Regions from separate parts of the Mus musculus genome. Here regions 1, 2, 4, 5, 6 and 7 are each linked to region 3. Evidence: chromatin contacts called from public Hi-C, HiCAR-type, Micro-C and promoter capture Hi-C data. All regions are on one chromosome and are shown on one strand. The core of a region is the stretch at or near the end of the contact, and the rest is flanking DNA. Distances in the headings are between cores, read along the strand shown.

Region 1 (3,602 bases), core at 435-2,934, 960 kb after region 3:
CGCTGACCACTGCCCTTCTGTAAGACGTGGACCTCAAGCCTCGCCGAAGGGAGCCGGGACTGTCCATGTCGTTGTCGACTTCGCCTTCCTCCCCTTCGTGGCCCAAGGGTGCTCCCAGTCCCTCCACCATGCTGCGCACCTTGAGAAGCCTCCTATGGGACTCCACGTTCTGACTATTGGATTTACTCAGTTTAATTTCAGAGGCAAGGCTTTTTGGGATAATCTGCTGCTTTCCCATCTTGAGGGCCGCCGGGCTGTTGGTACTCAAAACCACGGAAGGGTTTGGGAGCTCATTCCCTTGGGAGGGCAGCCTTTGGAGTGGCAGTTTTTGTTCTGAAGACTTGTGTGGGAGAGCAGGAGAGAGTCTCGAGGGGGCCAGCTCCAAGTCCCCAGCTGGCTGACCAGTTTGTGATACTGGGCCAGATGAGTCGGTTTTATGGGCAAGGCCATTGGCAATGGGCGAAGATACCTTACTGGCAGTCACCCCGGTGCAGTCCTCATCGGTGGCGCAAGAGGCCGGGGTGTCCGGAGTCCGGGAGGCGCGCGACAACAGCGCCGCGGGCGAGGCCACGGTGCCATTAGAAGTGGACTTCGGGGAGCCGCCCGACGCCGCGTAAGAAACCAGGGGTGACTTGGGCCGTCGGAGTCGAGGAGAAGCAGCTCTGTAGTCCGGGGACACCGTGCGACCATTGGTCACCGGCCTCCGATGCGCGCTCAGAAGCTGGGGGCTCCTGGACACCGTCCTGTCGTCCGGGTCGGCGGGTACGCGGACCGGAGTCTGCGGCGTGGGAAGGGCAGCCAGCTCCTCCACAGGGAAGTCGGTGATCAGCAGCCCGCTGGGGCTCTGGTACGACTGTGGCCGCGGCTTGCTCCGGCTGAGCAACTGGAGCGGAGGGGTGGACCGTCTCCGCCACAAAGGGGTGACGCCGTTGCTGGAAAAATCCACCTCGCTTTCGCCGTCCATAGCGGGGCCTTTGAGCCAGCCCCGAGAGGAGGAAAGCTGCTCAGGTTGCCTAAGAGAAAGGAACTTTGCCTCCGGACAACTAGTCTTGTCTGGGAGCCTAACCGGGTTCCAGCCCGGCGGTCACACGGGTGTCGCGCGGGACTCGGCAGCGCCGCACTTACCCGCCCTTTCTCGGGCACAGCGTCTCCCGCCAAGCTTCCCGACCGAGGACTGAGATCCGAGCCGCAGTTGATCAGATGAATCCCGTCTCCTCTGCGTCCTTCCCGCCCCCCAAGCCCGCCGGCACCTAGAGAGCTCGCCGCCACCGCAGGACCCTTGGAAAGAGTTCAGCTGGCTGGGACAGCTCGCCGTGGGACGCTCCCCCGCGTCTCCATCTAGCCGCCCGCCCCGCGCCAGTCCACCCGGTCCCCGGTATGCGGTCTCCAGCGCGCTCACCCTTCCGGGGCACAGACCAAGGAGTACTCCCTGTCCCCGAGGGTGGCCTGGGTCCTTACTAAAGCGCGGAGACAACCGCTCAGCCTGGGACAGCAGAGGCCCGCGGCGCCGGCCCCGCCCCCGCGCTACGCCCCGCCCCAGCACGCCGGGGAAGCTCGCACCGAGGCGCCCAGGAGTTCCCGCCCCTGCCTTCCCGGAGTGCGCTCAGTGATTGTAAACGGGACGCGCACACCTGAGCTGCCTGTCCAGACCCTGAGTGCAAGAATGCAGGAGCGCGGGCGGCCGCCCTACGGGCCAGCTGGAGGGCGCGGTCGCAGATCTGAACACTGCGTGGGAATGGTCGTGAGAGCAGAGAAAGGGCTTCTTGATCATCCCTAGACCTGGAGGGGAAGGTTGGAAGGGTGAAACACTTCGGAGCTTGGTGCTGCTGCGACACTTCACTGGGCCACTTGTGGGCGTCAAACTGAACCTCACTCCGGGCTCTCACTCATCTGCTTGCAATAATGTGTGGACTACAGACAGATTTGCTTGTATGCACTCAGAGGAGACTGAGAGGCCAGGTGGACTATGACTCTACATGTCCTAATGTCCTAATCTTTGTGCCCTGTATGTTTGAAAGTCACACAGTAAAAGTAAACAAAATACAAAATATTTATTAGTGTGTAGTTGTGTACAATATAAATTGAAAATCTGTATGTAGAATAAAATATCGAACAAGAAGTAAATTCCAAATCCTTATTAGAGATTAAGAGGCTGGGCCTACCCCTTCAATCTAGTCTTTTTTCACTAGCTTTATCTAGTCAAGCCAAGTCCACAGTCTTAGAGCCTTCAAGTTTATTTCTTGGCCTTCTGGTTTGTCACTTCATTGGAATTACCCCCGATTTCCCCAACCACCTGATCTCTTTCTTTTTCACATTAACCGAAATTTGTAAATCTGAATGCTTAGTTATATGTCTGTGTATTAGTGCTTAATCTATTCTGCCTTTGCATTGTAGTTTTGAAGAGGGCAGGGGTTATATTTGTGACTCATGCACACAGTAAGTGATAAATATCTGTGGAGTTTGGAAGTAGATGAATAAGAGAAATGAACTGGGCCAGTGATATCTTTTAGATGTTGGTTGCCAAGTTGGCTATGTCTTGGTGAAATTCCAGGTATGTACGACCTGAGAAGACATGATTTTGGTTGATGAGATCTGTAGAATTGGTTGTTAGCAAGACACAGGGCAGGCTCCAAGTGTTCAAAGTTCATGTGAGTGCCCACTGTTTAAAGCCATGCTTCTTTCTGCTTTGGGTGGCAAAAGGAAGGGTGGTTCTTTATGTTTTTCTATAATTACCAAAGTGACACAGTGAAGGTCTTTGATCTCAGAAACTTTTTTGAACTCGAACAAATGGAATCAAAATGTATATCGAAATCATTTTTGAGAAGATTTACTAACAATTTCATACGGAAATAAGTGGATTCTATGTTCATCTATGGAGCCTTGCTGTAGGGGATTTTCATATCAATAATATTAGTTTTATATAATAAATTTAACTTCAGAAAGTTGTGGAGATTTATAAGTGGCAGGTTTAACGTGGATCAGAGTGCAGTCTGTGATCAAAGTTTAAAGACTTCGAGAATGGCCTGAGAAGTTAATGTCCCTGTAGGTCACATGGGTTCTTGAGCTGTGGTGACTTGTGATGAAGAAGTCACAGTCTGCTCACCTCCGTCCTGAGCAACAGCCTACTCCCCAAACAGCATCGAAACAACAAACTAAGGAAAATTGGCAAGCACACAGACTGTGTATTTTAGCCTCCATTTAATCTATTATATATTTTCAAATCTAAGGCGTAGTCAGTTGGTTGCTGTGCTGGCTAGTCTTATATCATCTTTAATATACAACCTAGAGTTATCTGAATGGAGAGAACCTTAATTGAGAAAAGGCCTCTGTAAGGTCCAGCAGAAAGGCATTTTCTTCATGATTGATGGGGGAAGGCCCAGCCCATTGTGGGCAATGCCATCCTGGAACTGGTGGTTCTGGGAAGCAGCACCCCTCCGCAGCCTCTGCATCTGCATCAGCTCCTGACTCCAGGACACTGCCCTGTTTGAGTTGTTGTCCTGGCTTCCCTTGGTGATGAACAGTGACATGGAAGTATAAGCCAAATAAACCTTTTCCTCCCCAACTAGCTTTTTTGGCATAGGATTTTGTCACAGTAATAGAAA
Region 2 (3,606 bases), core at 188-2,687, 630 kb before region 3:
GGGATACAGACAGACTACAGGGGTTCCGCAGGAAATTAAAGCTAAGATCGGAGCTCACTGCAGTAGTTTTGAGATGAGATTAGTCAGCTTGGTTTTCTAACTTTTCCAAGCAGTTCTTGGAACTCAAGAGGGATATACCCATGATGACTTAGTCCTGTAGATATGAAAGTACAACTAGATACTTCACATCTTTAAGGGACTATTTTCCTATTGTCCATTTACAAAGCTATAGAGATAGAGGAGTAATGTCTTCTTTTCCTCTCTGGTGCTTTTGACATAGGTACCTGTGTGTGCACATCATATAAGCAAGTAATAACAAAGGCCTCACAAGTGAGTGTGATATGCTACTGTCAGTCATAAAACTATGGGGTGTGGAAACACTAATTCACACTGTTATATATTTGATTTCTGTAAGGTAAGTTTTTTTTTTGAATTTTCATTTTTTGTTTTATATTTTTGCAATGCTAGATAGAGATCTAGCCCAGGGCCTCAAGTGTTAGGAAAGTTCTCCTGTAACATTTTAAATATAATGAACCAAACAGAGTTAAACAATAGTCCCAAGACGTCTAATGCTTCTAGTACTAACTGTAGAGTTTGGGAGCGACAAAGGGCACCCTCAGGTGGGGTATTTGGTTTTAAAAACATGTTCACTTGTGGAGTCCTGAGCAACACTGATTCCTTTCAGCAACCAGGTGTGAGAAAGCATGGAACAATGCAGCCAGTGATGCTTCCCAGCACCTGTGTGCAGAGTTTTTACCATGCACCAACAGGTCGGTCGTTAGCCCCTCTGGAGGTCAAGCTGAGGACCACCACAAGTGGGTTGTTAGATTTTCTTACAGGCTCAAAAGCCTCAGAGTAAAACATAATTTTATCAGGTAAGATATTTTAGAATTGCCAGGCACAATGGGAAAGGCCAGATCTCTCTTTGGGCCAAAGTTAAATTTATTACACAATGCACATTTCAGCTTAACAAATAAGTATATCTCCATCTCTCTTTCCTTTATTATTCTTGGCATTAAAAATATTTAGAAAGCCAGGCACACGGAAACACAGCAGAAGCCTCTGTATGGGGGAAGCTAAAGATTAGGACGCTGAGGCCAGCCTTTAGAAACATAAACCCTGTTTCTAAAGAAACAAAGGTTGATGCCATATGTGTTTCTGGGTGTGCTCTCCAGCACCATAAAATATGGCAAGTGGATTTCTGAGTTAGAACTAGCCTGGTCTGCGGAGCTAGTTACAGGATAGCCAGGGCTACACAGAGAAACCTGTCTCAAAAATGTAAAAAACAACAAAATAATAAAAATACAAGCTTATAGAAAAAGTAGCAAGAATAAGAGACTGTGCATATTTACACAGATGTCTTATCTTTTCACGGCATTTTTGTGTTGTTCTGCTGTCCTGGCTGGCTTGGTACCACCAAGGACACGCAGAGACAAGAGTGCAAACGCCCAGAATGGGCGGGGACCCCGGAGCCGTGCAGCGCAGCGACCCCTACCGCCCACCAGGGGGCGCCCGCAAGGCTTGCTGGACGCCGGAACATGGCGCGGCCGCCCGCGAGCCTCGGGTCGCAGGCGCCGGACCGCGACCGAGGGGAGGCCAACGTGGTGACACGGGTGTCGCAATGGGCAGACAACCATCTGCGCCTTGTCCAGGTGCCACAGCCCGGCGGGGTGGGCTAGCCTGAGCGGAGTGATCGCGGCAGGCCTGGAAGAGGACCCGCAGGGGCGGAAAGACAGCCGGGCCACAGGGGAAATGGCCAGGGAGGCGACATCGCCTCATTTGCCCTCCTGGCGGCGGCGGTGGTCAGGCCTGGAGGCTGGCGCAGGGCTGGGGACACCACAGGGCTGGCCCAAGAGTAGCTCCTCATTCAGTATGGCGGGCTGGATACCCAGGAAGAGCAGAGAAGCCCGAGAGGCCTTAACAGAGCAGAGCCAGGATGGGTTTTTCCAGGGCTGGGGTTCGAACTTTGGTAAGCATTGTAGTGCTTACCACTGAACTGTATCCCCAGTTGTTTTGGTTTTGGGTTTTGGGGTTGTTTTTTTTTTTTTTTTGGTTTTTTTTTTTTTTTGTTTGTTTGTTTGTTTTTTTGGTTTTTTGAGACAGGGTTTCTCTGTATAGCCCTGGCTGTCCTGGAACTCACTTTGTAGACCAGTCTGGTCTCGAACTCAGAAAGAAATCCGCCTGCCTCTCGTGTTTTCTTTTTAAGTGAAACAAGAGAAGACACTGAAATTCAATCATAGAAGAGACACTTAGACAGCCAGTCTACTACCAGATAAAGGACTGCTAAAGTCCCTGTGGTGGTGGTGGTTCCTGTCATGGAGCAGTCGTAGTAAATGATTTACTGGGAAAAGCTGTAGAGCCCTTGGACATTAAAATTTGGAGACTGATCTTGAAGACAGCCCATTAGACTTTAAAGTACAGTTGTAGGCTTGAGGCAACAGTGTTCAATGGGAAATCAGAACTGGACGTAAAGCTGAGTGAGAGTGAGCTGCATAAACCTGGTGGAGTGGGTAAAGCCCTAGTCTTGACAGACATCTTGAAACAACGTCAGAAAGGTACAGAAAACGGTCTAGAAATGAGGCCTAGGGGATTCTCTGGGGAGGGAAGGTAGCAGAAGCAAAATCTGAGGCAAACAGGGAGACAGATGATTAGGAAAATGAGTAGCCAAAAGCCAGGACAACGTATTTGGAAGGAACAACAACTTTTTTGTTTGTTTGTTTTGAGACAGAGTTTCTCTGTATAGCCCTGGCTGTCCTGACTCACTTTGTAGACCAGGCTGGCCTCGAACTCAGAAATCTGCCTGCCTCTGCCTCCCGAGTGCTAGGATTAAAGGTGTGCAGCACCATGCCCTGCCCGGAACAGCTTTTAAGAATCCTGCTGAGAATTGGAGGAAGCTGAACTTTGCAAAAGCTTTGCAGCAAGAGAGCATGAGGTCCAAGGCCAGGCCTGCTGACATGCTATTGTAGCGCCACGTTAGAGCAGTCTGGTATCTGCCATTTAGTAGTAATCCTTGCCAAATAAATGCATACATTGTTACTTACTATACTAATATTAAAGTTCAACCATTTACACAAACACCAGCTATTTTGTATTTGTAAGGTTTTCTACCAAGTACAAAATTCACCATGGGTGTAAGGCTAGAAATGCTAGGCCATGGGTGCATTCAAGAAATTCACAGGCGGGCCAGGCGTGGTGGGCCATGCCTTTAATCCCAGTACTCGGGAGGCAGAGGCAGGCAGATTTCTGAGTTCGAGGCCAGCCTGGTCTACAAAGTGAGTACCAGGACAGCCAGCTCTATACAGAGAAACCCTATCTCGAAAAACAAAACAAAACGAAACAACAACAACAAAAACATATAAAAAAAAATCGCAGGCAAAGTAAAAAGCATTCACTCAAGTCCCTGTGAGTGCCAGATTGCTAAGGAAGAACTAGGAAGGAATGTGGAAGAGTCCAGCCAGCATTTGAGACATCTGTGTTATTTGAACTGTTAGTGGTCATGAGGACAGTCTCCTTCCTTTTAAGTTGGTACGCTGACTGTTATAAATGGTAATTGGTGAGGATTAATCGTTACCTCTCTTCCTGTAGAACATCAGCACGGGAATGGCC
Region 3 (3,797 bases), core at 195-2,694:
TGTGAGCCGCTTATGGGCATGGAATAGACTTGACCGAGAGGCTCAGAGGAATACCGGTTTATAGTTACTCTCATTTTTAAAGAGTATAAATAGATCAGGATAGGTTAAGTAAGAAAGGGTCTTTAAAAACTTCCATCTACTAAAGAACACCCCCACCCCGCGCCAGCCAACCCTTTGGCAGATTTAAGCATGAATTATATAATAGGAAGCCAAGGTTCGAAGCACGATGAAGAGGTGGGATTGTGAAAAGACATTTAGGTTAAGAAAATTTAAAACTAGGAAAGTGAGTTAATTGAGGAGAGAATCCGATAGAAACTAAAATGAAAACAAACCTTGTTTTTTAAAATAAAAACAGTGTCTGTACAGCGGAATGGCCAATTCCCAGCCCCCAAATGAACCCCGGTGCAATTTGGCAGCGCTGCTCTCGGTCACCAAACAGAACTCCTGGGCGGAGGCTGCAGGAAGCTATGAAAATGAACCTGGAGGTGACCTGACATCACTCCCAGGGTCCTCCTCCAGGTCGCCTTCTCGGCCCCTTCCCCTCCCCACATTCTCAGGTCCCAGTGGCGGCTCCCGCCCAGGACACGCCTCCTCCTCCCGCGGCGACCAGGCACCAGGAGCCCGCTGCGCGCGGGACCTCGGCCTCTGCCCTTGCTTAGCGCGTCCCGGCCCCCGCCCGCTCTGTCCTCCTGTTGCCCGTCCCACCGACTCCCGGCGCCCCGGGGACACTGGTGCCCCGCTCCCGGTGCCCGGTTGTTCGCTCTCCGGTGACTCACCAGTGGGATTGGGGAGAAGTTGGAGGCGACTGAGCAGACACATCCCGACCAATGAGCGCACCGGCCAGGGCGGCCGCAGGCAAAGTAGCCCCCAGCCCGGGCGAGCGCCCACCGCTCTGTGCGGTCCCCAGGGTGCGCCCCGGCGCCGAGCGCGCGGAGGGGGACGAAGCCAGAGTCCCGGGAGGTTCCAGGCCCCACTCGGGCTCCGGGCGGGTGAGCGCCCGGGAAGCCCGCATTCCTTGGACCCTCACCCCGAGACTCACCCCTCGCCTTAGCCGCTCTGCAGCTTACGCCTGCACTCCGTCCAGCTCCTCCACTTGCACATCTCCGCGCCCTGCGCGCCTCGCGCTCACCCCCCGCCTCGCCGCACAGGACCAGCCGCGAGAGCAGTTCCCTGGGTGACCTGAAGGTTTCCGCCAGGTCTCCCAAATCCTGTCACACCGTGTAAAGGGGCGGAGGGGGCTCCCTCTCCCAGTTCGTCCCCCACCTTGCCCTTCCCAAAAGGGCTTCGCCAGACATTCTTGGAATTGTTTAGCTTTGTGGCTTTCAAGACAACAATACACTGTCTCTCTGGGATTGTGTAGTGCTGATTGCAGGCTCTCATTCTCTAACTGACTAAGACCAGAATGCTTCTCTCTCACATACTCTTGCTCTCTCCGTTTTCCCTCGTCCTTCACTCTCCTTCCCTTCTTTTCAATGTCTTCTTTTCTTCATCCTTCCCTCCTCTCCTCCCCCCCCCCCCAGTCTATGTGTGTCTCTTTCTCTTAAACTTAAGGCATTGAATTTGTCAAAGATAGAAGTTTGTCTTTGTGCAGAGGCAAGTATTTCATGGAAATTACCTTTAGCCGCTATTGTAACCAAAGAACTCAGAAAGGCTAAACTTTTCTGCCCCGCCCCCACCCCTGCCCCAGGATTTCAATGTAGTCATTCAATGTCAAGTACATATAGAGTTGGAATACTAATCCTTCTCCTGTTTGGAATCACAAGTTTTGAACACCACACATGCTCCATAAGTGCGAGCATGCTCACAGGACTTGAACTTGAAACGATCTTTGAGCATTAAAATGCCTTACTCCTTTGCCCTAACCAACTTTATGCTTTTTTTTAATGGTTAAAGAAACACAAACAAACAAACAAACAAAAAGCTAAGACAAGAACAGGAAATGTATGTTAGTGAAATTATGAGTATCATGGAAAGACATTTCAAGACAAAGTAACTCAATTGATGTGCGTAAGTTCAACGCACACCTTCAAACGGAAGTGCCCACGCTTCTTTCTTCCTCTGTGGGTATTACAAGCACATCTTTGTCCTCATGGCTAGACTAACAGAGATGTGTGACCTCTCACTGATAAGCATAGGCAGCTTGGCAAGCACTCTGGGAAGCATCTCAAATGGAATTTGAACCCAGGTCATCTTGCCTCCGATTGTTTTGCAGAGGATCAATGCACAGAAGAGAGAGTTACTCAAATTCTCTTGGGAAGAAAGCTAGATTTTCCTCCCCAACACCGGTGTGCTTAGTTTTTATTATATTTTACTTAAATTTTCAAAACATCTAAATTTTACAATAAAACGAGTTGGGAAAATATGTGTATGTATATATAGATACAGATAGGGAGAGAGAGAGGAAGGGAGAGAGGGCACTAGTTCTCAAACTTTCCATATTCAACCACTAGCATTAAAAGTTTAATGCATTTCTGATTAGTATAGTAATGTTTGGTCAGAATATTACAAAAAAAAAATCACGTTTCAACTAGAAATAAAAATTAAGCTCATGTGTGTGGCTATAGCCTACTTAACGTTTCTCATTTGATTTGTTTTATTTTCATTAAAGTTTTAAACATATTACTCTTTTAAGGCTATCTAGCATATCCACAAGATTCAAGAATATCTCTTTCACCTAAAGGAGGTGGTTGACCTGGGGCCTTAACGCCTTAGCATGATAAGTATTTGAGCAGCCATTGAGCAATACTCTTAGCCCTGGAGAATGTTTTGATAACAACAGAAACTAGGTTACGATTATTTATTACAGCTATCAACCTTGAGCTGAAAATTGATTTTTTTCTCAATTAAAGAGTCATTAATGAAAAACCTTTTCAGACTAGTTAAGAACAATGTAATAGTTTTATTTCAGTCTCATTACAAGTCGGAGAAATTTTTATAGAGAGTCAATTCAAATATTCACTCCTGTTAAGAACATTTTGCTAGAAAAATAATTTAGAATGCTTGTCAAAAGGAAGTAAAAACCCTGAAATCATCATCAGACTTTGATTTTCAGCTTATGCTTTGGACATGCAGCAGTATGGGCAGATACCTTGTTTAATACAAGCCTTTTTTTTTCTTTTTTTTTTTTTTCTTTTTGGTTTTTTTGAGACAGGGTTTCTCTGTATAGCCCTGGCTGTCCTGGAACTCACTTTGTAGACCAGGCTGACCTGGTCCTCCTGCAAGTACTGGGATTAAAGGTGTGCGCCACCAGGTCCGGCTTTAATACAAGTCTTAATCTCACTAAAGTTCATTAGAAACATAAAGGTTTTGTTAAGAATACTAAGTCTTTTCCCTGAGGAGGTTATGCAACTTTGAAATCATTTCTCTTTTAAGGGTCTTAAAGGAGCTCTCAGGTGCTTCTAGTAAGTAAACAGAAACCAAAAGCTGACAAAAGTGCCCAAGGTCCTTCAGCTTGGTCAGTTATCAGGGTGAGGGAGAAAGTAGCAATCCTGATGGCCTTCTGCAAGTTATCAGTAGTGGGGTGTATCTGTTATGGCAATATGCTGCATGCAGCCTTAGAAACAGCCCCTGTCTGTAACACAAATGCTGCATAAACAATGTTTGAAGATTCAGGGCAATTGCACCAATAAACTAAGGACAGTGTGAAGGAAGATTTCAGAAGCCAAAAGAACCAGGGAAGCCAGAACCCCAGCAGGGTGTGTGGGAGTGTGATAAAATGATAGGTTCTCTATCGAGTGTGATGAAAGTGCTCTATCTATATGTCTCAGAGGGCTTGCCAGACCTAAATGACCTGGAAT
Region 4 (4,088 bases), core at 74-2,573, 670 kb before region 3:
GTGAGTTTCATGCCAGTAAGGACCATACAGTAAGATCCTGTTGAAAAAAATAGAGACTTTTGGTCTCACATAGATAACACTATAAACTGTTTTCCACTCCAATTTTTGAGACAGAGACTTGCTATATATCCATGGATGGCCAGGAACTCGTTTTATAGACTAGTCTGGATTACAAGCATGCACCACCACAACCAACTCTGTTCCTCTCTTTAACAAAGATTAGAAGACTTCATGGTCACTGTGTTCTTTCATTGAAGTATATCAGACTAGGTGTGGTGGCTCATGTATAGAATCCTAGGACTCTAGAAGTTAAGGCAGGAGTATGGCCATAAGTTTGAGACCAGCCTGGGTACATATGCTAGCTTATGTAACCCAGGACTCAGTATCAATACAATGAAAATGAAAGACGAATAATAATAATAATAATAATAATAATAATAAGCAAAGTCTCACATTTCTATGACCATACAAGAGCTGGAGAGAAGGGGGAGGAGAGGAAAAGGAAGGACCCAGGGAGAAATGAGAAGAGAACATGGGAAATTAGCTAAGTGGTTAATAAGCTGTAGAAATCAGAAAAGTGGGAAGGCAGCAAATCCACAAGGGAATTTATGGTTTGTTTTTGTTTTTAATGAAGAAAGCATGTACTATTACACTTGAAATGGCATTTGAAAAACTGGCCAATTATGAATCCAATAAAATTCTTGGAAAACTTATTTCTTTGTTATCACTGAAATACTAAATCTAGTATCTCAACATTTCAAGCTCTAAGAGCTTCCAACGATTCACCAAAACTCGAAGAAGTGCGTCGTTATGCACTTAAAATGCATAACCATGGATGACATGAAAGGAGAAAGGTGGTTTCGAGACGTTTCCATTGGCAAAAAAATAAGATGCAGCAGACTGAAATTTACCTCCTTCACTCTGTGTATCTAGCGTTCCCCTACATTTCTTCCTTGACATTGGGGGAAATGGACAGCCTTATTCGTTCTGTGTATTAGGTAGGAGTGTTTCCATTTAGTCGGGCATAAAGGACCCACAACCTGACACCAAAGCTTAGTAACTGCAGGTTCACAAAGCAGCATTATTACCCAACTACAAGCCTGGAAGTTATGTACTGAATTAAATAAGTACAAACTCGCCTACAGACCTTGTGCAATGTTATCACCAAGGCCTAGGCCAATCCAGAAAACCCGCGCTCACGTGGCGACGAGGGCCCAATGGCCGAGGCACACGAGTTCCATGCAAGCGCATGCGCAAACGGAACCGGGTTTGTTAAGACGTTCCGTCCTGGACGCTCGGTACGCTGGCGTTATTCCTCCCTCGGGGTTAGAATCGAGGGAATTAATGGTTCCTAGCAAACGTTGCTCGCGGTCGCCGCCACCGGAACTTGTTCTGATTCGCTGGCTCCGTCGGGAGGCACGGAACCCATTTTGGCAGGGAACCACTTCCCGAAGCGCGAGGCAGGAAGTTATCCTTTACCTCTGGTGTCTACTGAGGAGGGTGCCCGCTGCAGTGTCAGCTGGTGGACGGGCAAGAGAGCGTTCGAGTCCCCGCTGCAGTTAAGAGCCAGACTCCGTCGCAGCGCCACGGCACGCTCCGCCAGCCTCAAGCCGGGTGCGGCTGCACGGGGAGCTCTTGCCGGCTCCCTGAAGTCGCTCCTGTGGGCAGCGACCCAGGCTTCGCCTGGGCCACCTGCCAGGGATCTGGCTCCCTGCTGCAAAACAGCGACCAGTCTCTCCGCGTCCGCCCTCCCGGCGTTGAACCACCGTGACCCGGGTCCAGAGAGACTGCCTTGGACCTGGGACTAGACTGATCAAAACGCCAGCCTCAGGCCCCCACACACCGGGCTCTGCGTCGTCTCTGATATGTCACCGACCATCTCCCACAAGGACAGCAGTCGGCAGCGGCGGTCAGGCATGTTTAGCCACGCTCTGGATATGAAGAGTGGCCCGCTGCCACCGGGCGGCTGGGATGACAGTCGCCGAGACTCGGTGGGCGGGGAGGGGGACCGGGAAGTTCTTCTAGGTGATGCCGGCCCTGGTGACTTACCTAAAGCCCCGCGGAGCTATAGATCCGAACTAAGTAGCATTTTGTTACTACTCTTTCTTTACGTGCTTCAGGGCATTCCCTTAGGCCTGGCGGGGAGCATCCCCCTCATTTTGCAAAGCAAAAATGTTAGCTATACAGATCAGGCTTTCTTCAGTTTTGTCTTCTGGCCATTCAGTCTTAAGTTGCTCTGGGCTCCCTTGGTTGATGCCGTCTACTTTAAGAACTTTGGTCGTCGCAAGTCCTGGCTTGTCCCTACTCAGTATACACTAGGAATCTTCATGATATATTTATCCACTCAAGTGGACCGTTTGCTCGGAAATATTGATGGCAGAACACCGGATGTAGTTGCTCTCACTGTGACATTCTTCTTGTTTGAATTCCTGGCTGCCACACAGGACATCGCTGTGGATGGTTGGGCATTAACTATGTTATCCCGGGAAAACGTGGGCTATGCTTCGACATGCAATTCTGTGGGCCAAACAGCTGGCTACTTTTTGGGCAATGTTTTATTTTTGGCTCTTGAATCTGCTGACTTTTGTAACAAATACTTGCGGTTTCAGCCTCAACCCAGGGGAATCGTTACCCTTTCAGGTAGTGTACTTAAAACTATTATACTGTTAGGTTTATTTTATGCTTATGAATGCTTTTGATGAAACATCAGATGGGAGCTCTCATTTGTTTGCATACATTTTTTACTTTTAATGATGCACAAGATATTTTACTTCATTTCCCTTTCAAATTAACACAATATTGGATTCCATTATGAGATTTTCATACTTTGCTCACAATCACTTCCATAACACAGCCTTGTTCTCTACATCTACCTCCTAGTCGTCTTCCTTTAAACAGTTCACACACACATTTTTCTTTTCCTTCCAGATTCTTTCTAGAAGAGAAACCATTTGATGTTTGTCCTTCTGCTTGCTTTTGAATTTTTTCTGAATTCTGTTTACAGGATTTTTAAAAGGCTCTATATATCCAGCTTGAGACACAGTCCTGCTTCACCCTCCCGAGTGCTAATATTACAAGCATGTGCCACTACAGCTGGCTTTTTAAATTTTACTGGGAACTTATATGATAGATACCTAAGTATGTTTTCTGTTTTATTAAAGTGTGCTTCTTTCAAGTATTCCTTATGTCAGCCTATTAACACAGTCATATTGATCAGTACTCTTTAGTGAATAGGAAAAAAGCAACCGATAGAATCACAAAATTTCTGAATTAAAGATCCATGGACATTTGCCTGACACAGAAGTATACATTTTAAAATGTGGGTCATATGGTTCACATTTTTTCTTTTGTGTTTTGGTGAATGTTTTCTTGCTTTTCAATCTTTTTCCACCTTTATTTCACAAGTAGTCCCCATTTACCCATCTACTGAATGGGAAGAGTATTTAATATAAGCATTCTGGAATTGGCTAAGTGGCAGGATTCTGAGGACCTACTGCAAATAAAGACTGTCTGTGCAAACTAGGAACAGTAGAGATGAACATTGCTGAGGCCCAGAATAGCCGGCCAGTGACCATGGTAGAGATAACAGTTGACTTTATTATTAGTTAAACCTTTATGTAAGCTGGTGTGATTTTTTTTTCTTTTTATTTATTTATTTTTGGTATAACTGGAATTTGAACTTTGTTCTCCAGAAGATTCTAAAATAGCTTACTTTAATTAATTTCTATCCATAGTTGACTTATGATTTAGTCTAAAACATTTTAAGTTAAAGAGTTTTTAATTTTAATGCTTACACATAACCACATTACTAGTTTTGAGGTTTCTGTAATTTGGTAATAACATAACTATATTCTGTGTATTCTGTTTCTGTTTGTGTGTTCCTGGTTCTGGGAAATGAACCTAGTACTTCTACATAAAAGGGAAGCCATCTTCTACTGTGCTAAGTCTCAATCCCATTATTAACCAGTGGGACTTTTTCCTTTTTTTCCTCTCTCAGTGCTAGGAATCTATTATTGACCTTTGTCTAGCCCCTAGTTTTCAACAAGAGTCTAGACTGGTCTTAGACTTCTATTCCCTAAGGACACATA
Region 5 (4,073 bases), core at 755-3,254, 790 kb after region 3:
GGCAGACCTCTGCTATATCTGTGCCAGGGGCCTGTGCTTGGCCCATGTATGCTCCTGGTTGGTGGCTCAGTCTCTGGGAGCTCCCTGGGTCCAGGTTAGTTGAGACTGCTGTTCTTCCTATGGGGCCATCCTGTCTTCATCTTCTTCAGTCCTTCTTCTAATTCAACCACAAGGGTCCTCAACTTCAGTTCAATGTTAGGTGTAAGTATCTGTGTTTGTCTCAGTTCACTGCTGGTAAGGCCTCTCAGAAGATAATCATGCCAGGCTCCTGTCTGTAAGCACATCATAGATCAGAAATAGTGTCAGGCCTTGTTGCTTGGAGCCCAAGTTGGGACGGTCATTGGACTGACTTTCCTTTTGTCTCTTATCCATTTTTGTCCCTGCAGTTCCTTTAGGCAGGAACAAATCTGGGTCAGAAAATTTAACTGTGGGTTAGTAACCCAGTCCCTCTTCTTGAGACCCTGTCTATCTACTGGAGGTAGTAGTCTCTTTAAGTTCCCTCTCCTCACTTTTGGGCATTTTGGCTAAGGTCACCCACATTGAGTCCTGAGAGTCTCTCACCTCCCCGGTCTCTAGTACTTTAGTACTTTCTAGAGACCCCCGCGCCCCTCCCATCCCCTTGGCTGCTTATTTCCATTCATTCTCCTGGCCCTCTGGGCTTCTCTCCTGCTCACCCACCCAATACTTTATCCTGTTTCATTTTCCCCTCCCCCTTCCATTCGGCTACCTCCATCCCTCTGCCCCCATGATTATTTTCTTCCCCCTTCTAAGTGGGATTGAAGCATCCTCATTTGAGCCTTTCTGCTTGTTAAACTTTAAGTACTGTGGATTGTATCCTAGGTATTCTGTACTTTTTTAGTTAATATCCACTTATCATTGAGTACGTACCATGCATGTCCATTTGGGTCTGGATTACTTCGATGATCAGGATATTTTCTTGTTCCATTCATTTGCATGCAAAATTCATGATGTCCTCATTTTTAATAGCTGAATAGTATTCCACTGAGTAAATGAACCACATTTTCTGTATCCATTCTTTGGTTGTTTCCAGCTTCTGGCAATTACATATAAGGCTGTTATGAACATAGTGGAGCACATGTCCTTGTGGTATGGTAGGACATCTTCTCATATATTCACAAGAGTGGTATAGTTGGGTCTTCAGGTAGAACTATTTCTAATTTTCTGAGGAACTGCCAGATTAGATACAAGTAACCTATGACAGCCTCAAACTCATTATACAGCTAAGGGTCAAATTCTGATTTATCATCTTCCATCTGCTGTTTGCTGAGATTGCATACCTGCACCACAACACCGTTTATACTGTTTGGGATTAAAACCATGCCAGGCAAGCACTCTTATCAATTGAGCTGACACCCAAGTTCCAGGATTAAAGTTTTTTTTTTTTTTTAAGATTTATTTATTTTATGTATATGAGTTTACTATAGCTGTTTTCAGACACACCAAAAGAGGGTATGGGATTTGATTATGGATGGTTGTGAGCAACCATGTGGTTGCTAGGAATTGAACTCATGACTTCTAGGAGGAGCAGTCAGTGCTCTTAACGGCTGAGCCGTCTCTCCAAGCCTAGTATTAGAGAGTCTTTAAAGAAGGTATTTGGGTGCGTATATTTGACTGAAAGAGGTGCCAGGCGTTTTCTAAGAAATAAGAACTTCTTTGGTCTTTGAGGACAGAGTACACAATGGTCGATGGTTTTGTTGGGTATGTATTTGCATGGCTTTGCAAATAAGTTCTAGGTTTAACAAAGTAATTAAAATTCACTCAAATTTCCACATTTTCTCAGGCTAGTTTAAATTCCCCGCCATCCGAAGGACGCCCACCCAGGAGCTAAGTTTCTGGCCAGAACACGAACCGCGGCTCACACCGCTGGCGCCGTCCGTGACGTCACCGGAAATGTCTGCTTGTGACACTCAACGTCCCGCCCTCTCGCGCTGGGCGCCGGAAGCAAAGCAGAGGGGAATGTGCGCCCGCTTCCGGGCCCGGACGCCATTTTCAGCGGTTGAGTTTTGGCAGAGCTGCTAGTCGGCTCCGACAATGAGCTACGACTATCATCAGAGCTGGAGCCGCGATGGGGGCCCACGGGGCTCCGGCCAGGGCTCCAGCGGCGGCGGCGGCGGAGGGAGCCGGGGCTCGGGCGGCGGCGGAGGGGGCCGCGGCGGCCGGGGCCGGCATCCCGCACACCTTAAGGGTCGCGAGATCGGCCTGTGGTACGCCAAGAAGCAGACGCAGAAGAACAAGGAGGCTGAGAGGCAGGAGGTATGGAGGTCTCGTCAGGACGCGTTTGCTCTCCCTGGCGTTTGCTCGAGCTCGATGCAACCTCTGTCGAGCCCCGGGTAACGGGTCACCCGATGGGTTGCGCCTCCATCCCAAGCCATCACTGCTGCAGCCGATGCATGCTCTGTTTACGGACTTGAGAACTGAACTGAGGGTGAATGCTAAATTCAGACTCTAGCCAAGCCGACTCTTATTAGGGGATGCAATCATTTAGAATGCTTGCTGTCACCTTTAAGTTTTTTCCCCGAAGCAGCCAACAAAAGCATTAAAACACTGTCTTAAGTGTGTAGATCTTGGAGAAAAAAGTAGTTTAGGTAATAGTATTAGCATTAAAGTGAGTCATATGCTGGTCTTTTTTTTTTTTTTTTTCTCCCTTTCTGTTCTGAATTTTCTGTTGACTAGCAGCGCCTCTTTTAAGACTTATTGAAAGGAAGACGCTGTAGAGAAGTATTTGGCTAATTTCATCAGGAAATTGTCAGTTTGGTTTGTATCTTGAAGACCTGTAGTATAGGAAGCATCGTGTTTTTGTTGTCTGTTTTGTTTTGTTTTGTTTTGTTTTGTTTTGTTTTACCTGAGACAGGGTTTGTGTAGCCTTGGCTGTTCTGAACCTGCTCTGTAAATCAGGTTGGCCCTGAACACACAGAGATCCACCTACCTCCGAGATTAGAGGTGTGCACCACCAACCCAGCAAACATAATGGTTTTTGAGTGACCTGGTCTAAGTAACTCCATCATTGCGCAGAATCTTTAAGTGTTTGGACACTGTTTCATACATGCTTTTTTGAATGCTAAAGACCTTTGCATTCTAATAGGGGGAAAGAAATACCTAAACAAATAAGTTCAATAAGCGGATCTTTCCAGATATACACAGGACACACGTAACTTGTGCCCTGGATATTGATGCTACATAGTGCAGGCTGACCTTGTACTCCTAGTCCTCTTTTCATTCCCAGTGCTGGGATTTCATATGTGCACACCTCAGGGCTAGGCTTTTTTTATTAGTTGACCCCTTGATCCCAGTCCCATCCCCAAACTTCCACTTTAGCAAATGCCAGTGTTGTTTATTCACCTGCCATGTGGAAGTGAGCATTGATTTTTCTCTTTTCATTTTGGGAAATCTGTTTGCTCTGCTTTCTTGCTTATCTCTGCAGCAAGTATGGGTCAGACCTCTTAACTTGTTATTTGAATTATAGCCGCCCACCCCAGTCCCATTGTGGTCTCTTAAAACGTGATTCCTTAAGTGGTCTTTAGATCATTTTATTCTTTACTTCCCAACTTGTTTATTGAAGCCATGCAGCTTCTGCCTCTCATTGGTGTTGCCTGGGAACCATGTGATCTGGCTGTAACCTGTAACCCTCCTTGGGTTGATTTTTCCCAGCTCAAGCTCTGAGGCTGATGTAATCATTTATGATTTCTGCTCCTTATTACTTTTTTTTTTTTTTTTTTACCATTTTCCTCTCTAAAACGAGTCTTTGAATTATCTCTAAACATGGTTTTCAATTGGTATAATTCTTTTCAGCACTTTTGGCTTGATAAGATTTTTATCCTAGAATTTCCATCGCTTTTACATTCAAACAAGCCTCATGCTTGCAGATGAAAATACTCCAGTGGGTCCTCATAGTTCTTTCCATATATGTGTATGGCAAACTTACTATTATAGTACCTAATTTATAGAGATGATGTGTGCTAAGGGCCATAGACAGAATGCTATGTTACTAAATAGGAGGATATGGGCTTTCTAGTCAAATGAAAGGATCTTAAAAGATAGAGATAGTTAGCCGT
Region 6 (3,783 bases), core at 847-3,346, 580 kb before region 3:
AACCTTCACATTGGATAACAGCCTTGTCCCTTATGGCCTGTGGAGGTTAGAAACTTGCGTTTGGAATCTGAAGATATGATTGAAGGTTGTGTTTCTGACTTTTCCTGGCAGTGTAAACAAATCAGTCTAATAGCATCTCCTCTTCTTTGGTGTGGTAGAAGGAGATAACAGTACCTGTCTCCGAAGATTAATAGGGCGTGGATGAGAAGGCTGCATGAGTACCTGCTTTGCTAACTATAAACATCTGGATCAGCGATGAGCACAGGGAGCAAAATCTGATAATGACAAAAAAAAAAAAACCCACAAAATTGAATTAGCAAGGGAAAATGAGCATGAATAGAGATAGGGTCTTTTTTCTTATTATTGTTAAATTCCCTTTACATCCTGATCACTGCCCCTCCTCCTCCTCTCAGTCCCTGCTTCACACAGTCCCTCCCCCTTACTTTCTTCCTTGAGAGGGTGGATCCACCCTCACCCCCCTGCCCCACCCCCACCCCCCACATCTCCCACACCCTGGCGTATCAAGTCTCTTCAGGGCTAGGCCAATCCTCTCCCACTGAGGCCAGACAAGGCAGCCTTTTCTGTTAGGAAAACAGAATCCACAGAGGGCATATGTTCTTTGGTTGGTGGTTCAGTCCCTGGAGCTCCCAAGAGTCCAGGTTAGTTGACTCTGTTCATCTTCCTGTGGATTTCCCATCCTCTCTGGGGCCCATAATCCTTCCCACAACTGTTCCATAAAACTCCCCAAGCTCCATCCAATGTTTGGCTGTGGGTCTCTGCATCTGTGTCAGTCAGCAGCTGGGTGTAGCCTCTCAGAGGACTGTTATGCTAGGCTTTGGTCTACATGTATAAAGGTGTCAGGGATTGCTGTTTACCCATGGGATGGGTCTCAAGTTGGGTCAGTAATTGGTTGGCCATTCCCTCAATCTCTGCTCCATTGTTGTCTCTGCATTTCTTGTGGAAGGACAAATTTGGGGTGAAAAGTTTTATAGGTGGGTTGGTGTCCTTATCTCTCCACTGGGGATGGTCTTCTTTTTAGTTCCATGTACATTAGCAAGTGTAAGTGACATGCACATATTTTGTAAGTGAGCGATACTACTGTTAATTATGAAAAACGTATTTTCTTGGAAAAGGTAGTGCCCTTAATAATACAGAGGACTTCAAAATTGTGTATTTAGGTAAAATGCTGGAATAATGAATATTAAAAAATAGTTATTCTAGGAGAGAGATTTGCAATGAGGAAAGAGGATACCAGAACAGGAAAGAACATGGGGGTACTTCAGTACTGCAGTTTTGAAAAAAAAATAATAACATTTCATTGTTTTTGGTGAATTTACTTGTGTTGCTGGATATCAAATTCAGGGCACTGTACTTCTAAGCACGTGCTTTATAAGGCACACTCCACCCTTTACTACATTATTTATACATCTAAAAATATTTGGGATATAATATGAGATGTTGGCTTTGGAGGGCAAAGGTAGGCTTGTTTCTGTAGTCAGCTGTTCTGCAGCATTTCTCTCCGTGGTCCCACATGCTTTTCTTTACCCCCTCAGCTTAAGAAACAGGAGCATCATTCTAAGCTGGCAGGGATGAAGTGAAAAGAAGGGGAGGGATTCAGGATTGTGTGGAGCAGCAAGCAGTCTGAACGGTAGATAAGATCCCCGTTGTGGAAGGTTAAGGAGAAACTTACCAAGCTCCTGGAGCCTCCACTAGCTGTCCCAGTGTGACACCTTATCCCACTGGGATACCTTACCTTTTTCACTAAGCCACTGGGGTACATTTACAAAACTATAGACTGTTGCAATAGGACAGATGACAAAACTGTTTTCCACCTGTGGGGTTTGCTTCTTGCCAGCCTTGCAGTTTTGTTATGTTTTTTGTTTGTTTGTTTGGTTTTGGTTTTTTTTTGGGGGGGGGTTGGTTTTTTTGGTTCTTTGGTTTTTTTTTTTCTTCCTGCTACTGTTCCCCCCCACCTCCAGCATTGTGATGTGAACCGAAAGGAGGTTGGAATTCTGAAACGTCACTAGCCAAACCTTGTGAACAAAGGCTTCCTTGTTCAGGGTCATGCACATTGGCTTTGCAGTTTAATTCATCAGCTCAGATCTCTGCTTTTCAAGTGTTTGGTCTCTGCAGAGGCTGGAATCTCTGCAGGTTCTGTGAGCACATTATGCTAGAGGCCTGGCCAGCTCTAGTTACATCTGTAAGCCTGGGTGGATCCAAGGATTAGTGGCCCTAAATAAATACCTCCAATGAACTAAAAGAAGGCAAGTAAACTTTGTTATAGTTTGGCATATCTGTGCCCAATTAGACTCTGCAATAATTTCTAACATTTTGCGAGTTGGTTACATAACCTACCCGGATGTCACCAACACAAAATTCAGGAGTTGAGAATAATAGCTCACCTGCTAGTGAGACCTCTGGAAATTGATTAGTATTGACTGTTTTGGATCCTGATAGAATGCAATTGAGACCTGGAACACAAAATATAGTCCTGAAACCTGCTTAATGATAGCTTGCTTTCCTCAGCAGACAGCAGTAGCTGAGTGCAGGATGATGTTGTTGGAAAGAGTTATTGTTTTGGTATGGGGGAAAAAAAAAGCAGCATTCAAGTTCTTGGAAGTTCTGTGGGAAGTTTGTTATGGGCTGGAGGAGTCCTGGTCTACATTTTAGCCTTGTATGTTGCCCCCAGTGCTAGGCAACACATGGCAATGTGCTGTCTGGGTGAGCGTGTGCCTGCTCTTTTCTTCATTTCTGTCTCATTCTGTCTCTCTTGATAGGGCAATTTCATTTGGATGCTGTGCCAGACATCTTCCAACAATGAACTACTGGAACGGTGAGAAGAGGAACTGTGTGCAGTACCGCAGACATTTTCTGGTGGACAACCGCGTGTTTCATGGTGAGCTGTTGTACTTATGTAGCTGAGACTCTGCTTTCGGAAAATTACTTTCATTGTACTGTTTTGGATGCAAGTATGGTCTAATTGTTGGGCTGAACCAAGAGCTTGAGTTTGTCTTAAAATTCCACCAGACCGTGACCTGCAGTTTTCATCAACGTGAACTTCCTCAAAAAACAGCAATGGTGTTCTTCTTCCTACCACTCAGCCTTTCTACTCCTGTTGACTCCCAAAATGTACCTTTTCAATGGTTGTAACTATTTGGGGTTTGAAAACTTAACCAGTGTATCAGACCACAGGAAAAGAGAACAGAGAACCTTGCTACACTTCAGAATGTCTGCTGGGTGGGTTACTGTAGCTCAACAGAGGGTTATTAATACAGGTCATTTTCCTGATAAATAATAATTGTCTTAGACCATTGCCTTTAACCAGGCTATAGCTTCTTGTTTAGTGTCTCATAGTCAGGGATAAGCTTTGTCCATCCTCCTACCAAGATATTCCCATGGGAGTAATTTATTTGTGAGCCAAAGGTTTCGGGGGTATTGGAATTTGTAGAGCAATGTCCATCAGAAGTCCAGGAGATGCAAAGGTTTCATGAGACCTGAGTGATGCTTAATTAAACACACTACTGTTTATTTTCAACTTTCGCATTGTGGATTTCATCCCTCATTTTGGTAACAGATTTAATGTGTATCATTACTTTAAAGGTAAGTCTGTGACAAGTGCTACTCTACCCACTGGCTCCAGTAGTTGTATGGCGCTCTTCTCAAGACTCCTCGTGTGACCCTGCAGAGGGTGACTTTATCTTACAAGTAAAGAAAGGAGGCTGAGACTGTCACCTTAGCTAACCCCTAAATTGCAGTCCATCTTTCTAGGCTGATTCTCTCATT
Region 7 (3,585 bases), core at 308-2,807, 600 kb before region 3:
TTTCGAGGCAAACAATGCTTGTCTTTTTTTCCTTTCTTCTGTATTATCTACCTATCTATCTATCTATCTATCTATCTATCTATCTATCTATTTGGTGCTGGCGATTTCAGGTTCTCAAAGCATACTTCACATTTACAACCTCAACCCTACTTAATTTCCTGTAAATTAGGTGTTTGCGATCTGGGTAAAGAAAAAAAGGGGGAGAGGACAAAGGAAGAAAGAAAAATTAGGAAATTAAATATTTTTCCTTATGAAGCCAAAAGACCTTGCAATTCCTTTTCTAAATTGAATTCTTCCTTGTAGTCTGTAACTAGTCTGGTTGCTTTTTTCTTTCTTTTTTTTCCAAGCGTCCAGGATAGCTTTCAGGATAAAGTTTCTTTTTGCCCATGATGCTTTGCCGTCACATTGTAATTGCCTCTGTTGAACTGAATAATACAAATGGGTTGTTTCTATGGTATCGGCTAGGCTAAGACGGATGAAAAGGTGAAATACTATATCTTGTGCTGAGAGGTCACTGAGCATCCCTCCTCCCACTCCCCCACTGTCAGTCAAAGAGGACTAGTGATCTCTCCAGCCTCAGACTCTCCTTTATTACTTCCTGAACAAATTCACTCATGGAAGAAAAAAAGACTTTTGTTTATGTTGTCACCAGGCCCAGACAACCCCTGCTAATTCCATGTTGCCATGCCAGAGCTCCTGACTTTCTTACTGGAGGGAAGTTTTACTTTGAATGGTACACGGAGGGTCTTGTCCTCAGTTCCTCCCAGTTAGGCTTTGAACTAACAATAGGACAGGTTGAATCAAGACTGATAAAAGCCAAGTCCTGGAATCTTGAAGCCGGATCACTCCGCAGCACGCTATTCCCTTTCTACTGTTAGTGCGCTCAGATCTCATCTTTACTCAGCTTTTGAACACTTGCTGGGTGCAAACGTTCCGCTGCCGCCTGTGTGCTCTTTAACAGCACATTAGCTTTTCCAGCCCGCTAGCGGGTGAACTGACAATTAACTGGCTTGTTAATTAATGCCAACGAGTGATATTTGGAAGAGACTGAGGGATAACAAAGCATCCTATAACCTGCACTCCCTGTTCCTCAATTTGATTTTACTCAAAATGGATAGTTGAAAATAACAGATGCTATATTTATTGGAAAGGGAGAAGGGGGGAGGGGGAAGGGGGAGGAAAGAAAGGATTAGTCGTTTGGTGTTTTATTTTTGAAGCGGTTCAAACTCTTGTAAGAACATTGCACAGTTCGCTTCCCCTGAACTCTCCAACTTTGTTCCAGCAGCGTCTTTAACCCGCTAGCCACCTAAACTGAAAATCTATCAGAGGTGTCCCTGGTCTTGGAATTCTTTGAAATTTGCTGCGAGGGAGGACAGAAGAAGATCTTTATTCCCAGGGGTTCTGGCCTATGCCTAGCAGTAGCATCTTCATAAGGGGTCCACGTCCAGTTCTTGGCTCCTGTTCCTCGATGGCGCTCCAGTCCACTCGCGCGCGCTCCAGTTCCGGATTTGCCCTGAGCTGAGGGTTAAGAGGGAGGGTGCTCCAATGTGAGCATGAGGATTTGAATGAGAAAGCAGGTTGTGGCGGCAGCGCTGGTCTTTACTTGGAGCTCCTCTGTTGGTTCTGTTGGCTGGTGTGTAGTGGTGCCCATCTTGGGCTGGGGGGCTGTTTTGGAGGAATTGGGGTTGGAGTCACACCGGGACACTAGCAGATCACTCCAGCATTTGGGAGGTTGAGCCGGTTACAAAAACTCCGAGGATCCTTCATCAGCGGGATACTCAGAGCTGAGCAGGTCAGTGCTTTGGAGGGGGTGGGGGTGGGGGACAGGGAGAGGGCCGGGAGCAGGAAGAGGAGCACCGGACTGCCTCTCCAGCGTTGCGCGAGCAGGTGCTCGAATTCTTTCTGGGCAATCTCAGCCGCGAGCACCGGGTTGTGGTGTGTGCCAGGGTGCCTCGGCCCAGGAACTGGACCACAGTAGCTCGTGAGCTCCTAATGGAGCGCGTGGGCTTTTGTGCCTGAGCAAGACCTTCCCTGCCCTGGTTGGTGGCAGAGGTCCAGCCACCGGGAGGGTCCCGCATCGCGGCGGAATGATCCCACAAGACCTCCCCTGGCTCTGGCCGCCTGGAAAGCAGTTCTGCGGTCCCAGAAGCGCGCCCTTAGTTGCCGGTGCGAGTCTTACTGTTCAAAAAGCTCCGGGCATTAGGTGCGAGAAGGATTTACTCCAACTGCCCTTTCCTAGCGACAAATCATGGGTTACCGAAGCGACGCCCGGGCTGTGAAGGTGTTCTCTGCGCCTGCGCGGGATACCATGGCAACAGTACCGGGTCGGAGACGCCACTTGAAGAGCAGAGCTGTTTTGCTTTGCTTCACTGTGGAGCCCAAGTCTTTCTCTAGACTTTTTGTTTGTTTGTTTGTTTGTAGCTTGGAATCAACTTACGATCTCATTTTTGTTTTTTAAGAGTTTAGCATTGAAGTGATAGCCAGAGGTATGAAATAAAAAATATATAACTTTTTTCTCTCTTCTGTCATCATTTTGATCATGGTAGAAAAATAATGCTGAGAAACTGCTCATTGGAGCATTCAAGTTACCTCCTTTTATCCTGTGAAAAGGAAGATATGAATAAGACTTTATTTCCTGGTGCGGCTTTTTTAAACAATTGTATTAAGCTTGGGTTTCCACAGTGTGCAGACGACATCGTAGCTCCTGTGTACTCTGCATACAACCTGTTTATAACGTACAGAACCTGATGCTCTCCAAATGAACTAGTGTGTTAAATGCCGGTGAAGGGAAGCAAAGGTTCTCTCTGTCAACAGAGACGTTGCTTTTTAAGATGTGGGTTGCTTACTGCTGGCATTATGATCTTGTTCAGAAAATGAATGTTTTAAGACGCATTATTGCAGACTAGTCTTTCTTAAGCCGTCTGTTGACGACTTAAAATTGTGTCTTGAAAAACCTCTTCCCGTCTTTTAAGTTTCATTTGTTTGCACCCAGGGGAGCATTTGGTAAGAGTACAAATCTCCAGCGGTTTCTAGTGGGTGCTATAACTTGTTGTTACTATGTTTTCTTAGACTGCATCCCTATTTCGCAGCGCGATCGAGAGCTACTTGCTATGTAAATAAACTGATTAGAATTCAGATCACTGTTAATAAAAGTTTAAAATGGAGTTGCTTTTCTTGGGACCAAGTAGGGCTTAAAATAACTTGAGTGAAGTAGCTTAAGGATTCTGCATCCTGGTTTTGAACACTATGCATTCCAGTAAGACGAGTGTTTATTTGTACCAGGAAGTTAAAGATGATTTCCTCTAGTGCCAACAGCAAGCTGTAGTCAAAGACACCAACATACTATTTTTCACATAGTCTGTAAATAACATCCAAGTTAAGTTTTCTCACCCATCCTTTTTCCCATCAGTGTCAACCTTGTGCAACTTGTGTAGCTATAATGTTAAAAAACAACAAAACAAACAAACTTTTTTCTCTTGAAAATTAGAAAAACTTTATTTTCAGGTTCAAGTCCTTTATGACCCTGTTTGGTGGCTTGTAACTGTCTCCAATTCCCTAATTCTCAGTGATGTGTGTTCTACTGGT

Evidence for each region. Promoter capture Hi-C pulls out the DNA fragments that hold promoters and counts their contacts. Hi-C and Micro-C count contacts between places; a contact is called where the count stands out from the background. HiCAR-type assays count read pairs that join an accessible place to other places.
Region 1: a contact with region 3 is called in a promoter capture Hi-C map of liver, with 4 times the contacts expected there. The contact joins the promoter of Arhgef26 here to the promoter of Mme in region 3. A contact is called at or near these places in 2 of 39 promoter capture datasets (both in liver).
Region 2: a promoter capture Hi-C map of embryonic stem cells shows a contact between it and region 3, with 2.8 times the contacts expected there. The contact joins the promoter of E130311K13Rik here to the promoter of Mme in region 3. A contact is called at or near these places in 13 of 39 promoter capture datasets (the 3T3-L1 cell line, 3T3-L1-derived adipocytes, cranial neural crest and 7 more) and 2 of 115 datasets of contacts at active chromatin or transcription factors (embryonic stem cells and extraembryonic endoderm stem cells).
Region 4: a contact with region 3 is called in a promoter capture Hi-C map of liver. The contact joins the promoter of Slc33a1 here to the promoter of Mme in region 3. A contact is called at or near these places in 5 of 39 promoter capture datasets (cranial neural crest, embryonic stem cells, frontonasal cranial neural crest and 2 more), 2 of 484 Hi-C or Micro-C datasets (both in embryonic stem cells), 6 of 115 datasets of contacts at active chromatin or transcription factors (astrocytes, embryonic stem cells, extraembryonic endoderm stem cells and 1 more) and 1 of 9 other capture datasets (adipose tissue).
Region 5: a Micro-C map of palatal mesenchyme shows a contact between it and region 3, with 2.7 times the contacts expected there. The contact joins the promoter of Dhx36 here to the promoter of Mme in region 3. A contact is called at or near these places in 1 of 484 Hi-C or Micro-C datasets (palatal mesenchyme) and 3 of 115 datasets of contacts at active chromatin or transcription factors (embryonic stem cells and stem cell-derived neural progenitor cells).
Region 6: a contact with region 3 is called in a Hi-C map of uterus, with 6 times the contacts expected there. The contact joins the enhancer-like site here to the promoter of Mme in region 3. A contact is called at or near these places in 12 of 39 promoter capture datasets (the 3T3-L1 cell line, 3T3-L1-derived adipocytes, the HPC-7 cell line and 7 more), 13 of 484 Hi-C or Micro-C datasets (the AML12 cell line, adipose-derived mesenchymal stem cells, cardiomyocytes and 7 more) and 3 of 115 datasets of contacts at active chromatin or transcription factors (astrocytes and embryonic stem cells).
Region 7: a contact with region 3 is called in a HiCAR-type map of kidney, with 7 times the contacts expected there. The contact joins the promoter of Plch1 here to the promoter of Mme in region 3. A contact is called at or near these places in 8 of 39 promoter capture datasets (3T3-L1-derived adipocytes, cranial neural crest, embryonic stem cells and 5 more), 2 of 484 Hi-C or Micro-C datasets (Sertoli cells and embryonic stem cells) and 7 of 115 datasets of contacts at active chromatin or transcription factors (astrocytes, embryonic stem cells, epiblast stem cells and 3 more).

The regions. Positions count from the first base shown.
Region 1 is chr3:62,336,859-62,340,460 of GRCm38.p6, reverse strand. Arhgef26 (Rho guanine nucleotide exchange factor (GEF) 26) reads right to left here and starts at 1,684. Exons shown (of 14, transcript NM_001081295.1): 1 at 1-1,684. The coding sequence starts at 964.
Region 2 is chr3:63,927,303-63,930,908 of GRCm38.p6, reverse strand. E130311K13Rik (RIKEN cDNA E130311K13 gene) reads left to right here and starts at 1,437. Exons shown (of 5, transcript NM_177856.5): 1 at 1,437-1,652; 2 at 3,586-3,606. The coding sequence starts at 1,539.
Region 3 is chr3:63,292,858-63,296,654 of GRCm38.p6, reverse strand. Mme (membrane metallo endopeptidase) reads right to left here and starts at 1,444. Exons shown (of 23, transcript NM_001357335.1): 1 at 1,040-1,444.
Region 4 is chr3:63,961,968-63,966,055 of GRCm38.p6, reverse strand. It overlaps Slc33a1 (solute carrier family 33 (acetyl-CoA transporter), member 1), which reads left to right and starts at 1,323. Exons shown (of 6, transcript NM_015728.5): 1 at 1,323-2,640. The coding sequence starts at 1,866. It also overlaps a transcript of Gmps not described here.
Region 5 is chr3:62,504,919-62,508,991 of GRCm38.p6, reverse strand. Dhx36 (DEAH (Asp-Glu-Ala-His) box polypeptide 36) reads left to right here and starts at 2,004. Exons shown (of 25, transcript NM_028136.2): 1 at 2,004-2,274. The coding sequence starts at 2,053.
Region 6 is chr3:63,869,769-63,873,551 of GRCm38.p6, reverse strand. Plch1 (phospholipase C, eta 1) reads left to right here. Exons shown (of 24, transcript NM_001370984.1): 3 at 2,778-2,896. The coding sequence starts at 2,818. Among named protein-coding and RNA genes, the nearest start is that of Plch1, 28 kb to the left of the region's middle. Within about 2 kb of position 2,096, at least 33 of the 459 cell types and tissues checked have an H3K27ac peak or open chromatin away from gene starts, as enhancers often do. A contact at or near this core is called in astrocytes, neural progenitor cells, second pharyngeal arch cranial neural crest and 1 more, where this site is marked.
Region 7 is chr3:63,897,434-63,901,018 of GRCm38.p6, reverse strand. Plch1 (phospholipase C, eta 1) reads left to right here and starts at 1,557. Exons shown (of 24, transcript NM_001370984.1): 1 at 1,557-1,792.